Regions from separate parts of the Mus musculus genome. Here region 1 is linked to region 2. The links are chromatin contacts, called in public Hi-C maps. All regions are on one chromosome and are shown on one strand. Each heading gives the region's core, a stretch centred on a gene start, on an enhancer-like site or on the middle of the called end of the contact. The rest is flanking DNA. Distances are from core to core; before and after follow the strand shown.

Region 1 (3,381 bases), core at 142-2,641, 90 kb after region 2:
CAGTGGATACACTTTCCCCTCTCAGAATACAATAAAAAAAAGTCAGTAACTGAGGCTCAGATCCTGGGCGCAGCTCCAGGTGGGAAACACAGGCAGAGATCAAAATCAATGGTATTTGTTTGTACAAGTGGGACGGTAGCTTACAAGCAACTCACAGTGTTTCGTGGTACCCCCTGCCATACACACCCCAAAAAAGGGATTTCCTAAAATTGAAAAGTAGACTCGGGAACCATGCTTAACTGTAAGACTTCTGCGTTCCAGATTGAAAGCAGCGCTCCCAACGGTTAGAAAGTGCTGGATCTGAGTCAGTTTGAAAGGCTTCCATCAGAAGCCAGCAAAGTAGCTGGAGCCATCTTCCTCTCATTCCTGGCCTGGGAACAATTCTGTCACTCAGGAAATCTGGAGCCATGCCAACACACTGCTTCAGCAGCCTGCTGGGGGATGGGTGAGGAGAGGGGAAATGTCTGGGCAGCTGGCTTTTGTCACAAAGCCTTCTCTCTTATAGAGGCTTGTAATGAATTTCCGAGACTTAAGACATTGTTGTAAGTGATTAACAGGACAAAAATATCCAAGGTGTAAAAGGCCAGTTGGTATATGAATTAAATCTTTTGCAAATAGTAAAATATGATAGTCTAGTCATTTTTCAATTATTTTCTTTAGACTAGCCTCAAATGTCTATACGGAAGAAGAAAAAAGCTAAGACACTGAGGCCTTAATTTACACACCAGGTATTTTATATTAATACATACACTAGATATTTCCCTCACTCTTGAGGAGCTTTGGAGCCTGGCGGCCCCAGGCAGGTCACACATACCACCCTGGCTCAAGGTACTGGGAGGCCTGGCAGCTACCACACAGGAGGACACACTGGGGCTCAGGGTGACTCAGCTACTGTGTTGTAGTCACAGAGTGAGGAGCCTGATCACAGGCCTGAATCCACAGCTGCTGCAAAGCCTCCTCCCTAAGGGCTGCTTGTGACGACCAAACTTTGTCCTACTTTGGAACTCTGTCAGGTTGTTTCCTCTTAGCCAAAAGGCCAACACTCCCTCCACTGCTTGAACTGTTAGAGCTTTAAACAGCTCAAAGATTAGGAAATACAGTTTACAACAATGGAAACCTAAGAACTTGGAGTCATGAGTCCAGAACACAGGGCAGAGTAAATGCCCTTGTCTAGATGGATTGTAAGGGTCCATGCTTTGCTGGGGAATGATACCCCAGACTCAAATAAAGGATTTCCTGCACGCAGGGGGTCTCCCCATTTACCAATGGAGACTCTCTGGGTGTATGCTTTGCAGGGTCAGTTTAAAGCCTGTCAGCGTAGGAGTGGGTGACTTTTGCTTCTCTTTCCCTTGAGTGGTTGGCTCTGTCTTCAGGGCTGTGGAGCCTTTGTGATTGGTTAGGACTCTGGGGACTTTCCAGGGTAGCAAGGAATCCTTGGTTTGGCTGCCCACAGTAGTGGTTGGCTGACCACAGGTTCCTGGATCCAGGTTCTCATATCCAGGAAACAGAAAACTTAGGCCTAGTCTCCCAGACTACCAGTTTGCAGCCTCTCATGGAGTCAGCCTGGCTCTGGCTAACTCAGTCCTTTCAGGGTAAATTGCTCAGCTTATCACTGACTTTATAATATCAAGGGGAAAAACTATCATTTTTAAAAAACATGTTACTGAGCTTTTTGGGATAAAAAAAAATCCAAAAAGTACGTAGACTTTCAAAAGAACCCTCCATGTGCCTGCCCAGCTGCTCAGAGCTGCAATGCTCCGCTGAGTCTGGAACACTCCAAGTCCAGATATGAAGCATCTTTAGCCCTCTCAGCCTCTCGGAGCCTTGTATTACAGTCCTCTGTCCCTAACCTAAGGGCTTTGCAAGCATCACACAGAAAGTTCCAACTTACAGCAGAGCACTAGTTTCCCTTTGGAACATACTATTTTGGCCGACCATTAGTTTCCACCAACCCCAAAGCTAATAGGATCTGAGGCAAATGGTAGTGATTTCTCCATCTTGGTGTAACCTGTCTCTCTGATGTTCCACTACTGTATTTGATATCTGTATCAGTGTCCTGATAGCTGGCATTCTTTGTACTATTTTGTTTTATTTTGGTTTGGTTTCTATACTGGACAGTCACTCAGACACTCATATTTGGCTCCAGAATGTTCTCTTAGTCTCACTGAGATACGAGTTACATTATGTCAATAATAATGGCACCCAATGTGGGGCTAGGAGAATAACTCACTTTTCACTAGAGAAGCCTCCTTCATGCAAGTAAGGAACAGGCACGGAGCCACCAGGCACAATCCTTATCTCCCTGGGGCGTGGCTGATGACGAATTTGTTTAGCCCAGTATGGTTGTTTAAGGATGCTATTTGGTAGATGCTGTTTAGGGCTTACTTTCTCTCCAGAGTGTTTGATTTAAGGTGTCTATTTTGCTTGTGTGGCTTCGGGAACATTTTGGTCTAGACATCTGGCTTGATTTTCTACTTGTTTTCATACCTCTGAAGGCATTTTGGATTCTGGTTGTTTGGGTTTGTCTTCAGCTTTTGCTCATCTGAAAACTATTGAAAGCATTTTGGGCTTTGCTTTGTTTTGTCTCTGTTTTGTTTGCCTTCAAAACATTTTGATTTATTTACATCTGGCCTTTGTCTGCTGACACTCTTCCCCAAATACATAATCCTGCATTTCTTTTTTTATAAATAAGATAAATAATTTAACATAAAGTCCATGCTATGTTAAAACGTTCCATCTGTGAAGGCCACTTCCCCTTGGGAATATACGCTCATACCTGCATGTGTCCTCTTTTTCCTTAACCCTCGGGCTTAAGCCTACATTAAAATATCTTCATTATAAAAGCCAGTTCTAAAATTCCTTCAATTGAAGCCACAAATTCCAATCCCTGTTTGGCCTGAGTCAAGGCCCCAACAGTTTAGGGGGGGCTCCTCAGGCTGCTAAGGATCACCACGTGAAGCTGTGTGTATGTTTCTTTACTACTAACTTTCCTGAAGCATGGTGATAAGATCAGTGTCCCAGTCTGTCACTTGGCTGATCTACCCTAAGGATGGTTTGCAGGTAACAGTGCTTCTTTGGTTCATTTTTCTGGCCAGACCCATTTGGTGTTTGTTAAGTTTGACTGGCACCAAAAACAAAATTCCCCAGGACTCATCCAAGGTCAGATGGAACGGTAGTACAGTGGCTTTTCTGGGGGACATTAAGAGACCCGATCCCTCACATGTCCTAAACCAATCTCTGGCCCCCAAGATAAAGTGGAGAACGACTTCCCCAAAGGAATGACCCTGATGCTCTCTGCTTCTTTGTCTTCCAGCCAATGACCTGCTTTCTGTGAAGCTAAGAGCTTAAACAAGGGGGAATCCAGCAAGTTTCCTTCCCTGG
Region 2 (3,080 bases), core at 315-2,814:
CCGGTGCAGCCAGGATGCCATGAACCATACCAGTATCAACACCTTCTTTGTGCATGAGTTTTCATCAAGGAAAGAAATCTATACTGAGTTTTCCACGTAAGTCAACGTAAACTCTTCTAGAAGGGTGTCGTGTGTCCAGTATTAGGGACACGAGCCGTAACTGCGATCTGCCCATCTCTGCTAACAGTGACCACAACAGAAAGTCGAGCTCAGGTCTTCCTGAAACACCTGGAGTCAGCTCTGCTGCCCTAGCACACCCATCTGACAGTTCTCCTGGAGACCCTACATTTTAAAAGCTCTGGTTCAGAAAAGGATCCAGCAAGGTGAAAATAAGAACAGTATCCAGTCCTTGGTGGAAGCTGTAGTTTCTAGCCACTCTTAGCATAAAATCATTGAGTGAATAATGTAGACCCAGCAGTCGCAGAGGCCCCTGAAGACAAATTACATGCAGGTGCTATTCTTCTGCAAGCAAGCAGAGCTTCCAGTGAATCTCTCTACAACCTGTTACCGAGTACCTAACAAAGGAGATTTCTCTAGCCAATAAATAGTAACCCATTCACCCATCTCCAGCTTTCATAGCCAACCCCACTGGATGCCTGGATTCTAGCTAAATGTCGGGCCTCCCACTGGAAAAAATAAATAGATCCCAGCTCACAAGAGATAAGTGCCAAGGGGAGGCTGGAGAAAAGAATCAAAGAAAAAGAGATGGAGGCTAGGAAACCTCCAGCTATTAACTAGAAAGCTAGGATCCTTTTTAAAATATCAGAAAAAATTTTAGCAAGAGAATTGGCCTAACAGAGCTCCCACTGACAAAACTGTGGTTGCTTATTCAACCATCAAAAAGAAACATAATATTGTGTTTAAATCGAATGAATTACTTTAAAAAAATGAGTTAAATATGATTTCCAATGATAAAAGCTACTAAAGGAAGAATAGCAATTACAGTAGAAAAAAATAAATGAAATACAATAAACGCAGAGAATGTTGAAAAGCTAATAGGCTAGACCAAGTAGGAAGCTCACTGAAGACATGGGTGGCTGCTCAAGGCCTGGAGTAGGGGTGGGGTGCTGCTGAGTGGAATCAGTATAGACATGGTCAGCTCCAGGAACAACAGGCCAGGGCAATACAACAGTGCAGTATGCTGAAAGATAGATAATGTTCCCCAAATGGCATATTACAAAATGCACATCTGATGGACAGATTGCAAAAAGAAATGACCGAAGGAAGGAAGGAAGGAAGGAAGGAAGGAAGGAAGGAAGGAAGGAAGGAAGGAAGTTTTTAAAATAATTTAACTTTTAACAGCATATATGAAGTAACCCTAAAAGAGGAAAGTCGGTTTGACTGCCATCCCATGACTCAAGTCTGACTCACTAATTAGACAAGGCAACCAAGATACCAAATGGTCAACAACTAAGCTTCTCTAACCTCCTGCTACTGTGAGGCTGTACAGATAGCATAATACCAAGAACACAGAAGAAAGAACTATTACTAACTTTCCTGGGGAGGCAAGGTAAGTTAGTAGATCTATAACGCTTGGGAAGGCTTTAAAAATAAAATTAATCCAACTTATAATGTTGGTATCTTAGAACAGGGCACACATAGATGCAGAAATATAACTTGCAGCAATCATGTTTATTTAGAGTATTTGAAATATGTTAGAATCTTGGAAATTACTCTGTGAAAGTAGGGCAATTTGACTAAGTCAGTAATCAGAGATTAAATACTGAGAAAGAAAATTAAATTTAAATATTTAAAGATTTATATGTAAGACTGTGTGAGTTCGAGAGAGACAGAGACAGAGCATATGTAAAAGAGAAAGAGTCTATGTGTATGGGTACCAGCAGAGGCCAGAGGAGGGGGTCAGACAACTCAGAGCTAGTTACAGGCGATTCTGAGCCTCCTAATATCACCTCCAAATGCTGGTCCCCACAAACGCAAGAGCAATGTGCACTCTTAACCATTGGGCCATTTCTCCAACCCCCAAATTAATTTTAACTGATTTTATTCACTACACATATTTTTAAGAGTATGAACATTGGGTCATGTACAAAGTGTACAAGCAAAAATGGCTCCAAGCACAGGAGACTTAGAGCATTCTGTAGATCATCAGTTTCTACCATCTGTTACATAGACTTTGTTGTCGTCTTAGAATCAAAAGCCTTCTTCTCAAGCGAAGCCACAACTATGCTAAAGAGTTACCTCTCTCCAGAGGCCTTTTGCTGATTCAATCCCAGATACTTAAAACAAGCTTTGTTACAAATCCCTCTGATGACTGCTGTATTTTGTATACATATACTACAAAGACTCCTTTTAATTAACCACCTCAGTAATCTACCTCTCCCGTAGGGTGATGGCTTGGCCTTATGTTCATTCTACAGCTGCTCTCAAACCCGTTTGTCCTCAACAGTCCTCTGGAATCTAGTAGATCTTTGCTGACAAACTCATGCAGCACAAGAGGCTTCAGTAGTTTAAAAATGGTCTTCTAAAATCGTAGGGCCAGGAAGAAAATATCTGGGCACATGCGCCCAAGGCCAATCACAGTAAACAGACACACGGTCACCCCATGTGAAAGCAAGGCATGCCAACACCAATGGGAACTAAGGGGATATCTTCCCCAGCTGCGGGTTTTCACACTTCATTTAAAAACAGAAGCGACAAGAGTTATATAAGCAGGCCTTCCTTGTGGTGCTTGAAAACACTTAAAGAGAATAAATCATCACAAATACCAGAATAAACTGGTTTTTTTCTTCCAATGAAGTCAACAGAAGTTAAAATGTTGATGTAGGTGAGAGATGAAAACACAGAGACAGATTCATCTGAATAAGACTAGCCCACTTACCTTTTTTTTTCTATTTGTTCTTTGAGAATTTCATATAGCATATTTTATAAAATTCTTTCCCACCCTTCAGTTCCCCCCAGCTCCTCCCTGCTCCCTTGCCACCGACTTCATGTTCCTTCTCTCTAATACAACAAACACAAAAAGCAAAACGTAGTCACTAAAGAGTCAGCATTCAATTTATGTTGGTTAACTGCTCCTTAGCATGATGTGTGCCTGATACCTCCAACATCACTCCACTAAA

Evidence for each region. A called contact is a pair of places that touch in the nucleus more often than the background predicts.
Region 1: a contact with region 2 is called in a Hi-C map of muscle stem cells, with 2.3 times the contacts expected there. The contact joins two enhancer-like sites. A contact is called at or near these places in 1 of 39 promoter capture datasets (the SN4741 cell line), 5 of 484 Hi-C or Micro-C datasets (the HL-1 cell line, the N1E-115 cell line, Sertoli cells and 2 more), 3 of 115 datasets of contacts at active chromatin or transcription factors (cardiomyocytes, extraembryonic endoderm stem cells and pancreatic cancer cells) and 3 of 9 other capture datasets (adipose tissue, liver and pancreatic islet).

Annotation. Positions count from the first base shown.
Region 1 is chr5:5,342,555-5,345,935 of GRCm38.p6, forward strand. All of the region lies in intron 2 of Cdk14 (cyclin-dependent kinase 14), which reads right to left. Among named protein-coding and RNA genes, the nearest start is that of Gm30151, 26 kb to the right of the region's middle. Within about 2 kb of position 1,392, at least 204 of the 459 cell types and tissues checked have an H3K27ac peak or open chromatin away from gene starts, as enhancers often do. A contact at or near this core is called in the HL-1 cell line, muscle stem cells and pancreatic cancer cells, where this site is marked.
Region 2 is chr5:5,252,012-5,255,091 of GRCm38.p6, forward strand. All of the region lies in intron 2 of Cdk14 (cyclin-dependent kinase 14), which reads right to left. Among named protein-coding and RNA genes, the nearest start is that of Gm30151, 120 kb to the right of the region's middle. Within about 2 kb of position 1,565, at least 14 of the 459 cell types and tissues checked have an H3K27ac peak or open chromatin away from gene starts, as enhancers often do. A contact at or near this core is called in the HL-1 cell line, muscle stem cells and pancreatic cancer cells, where this site is marked.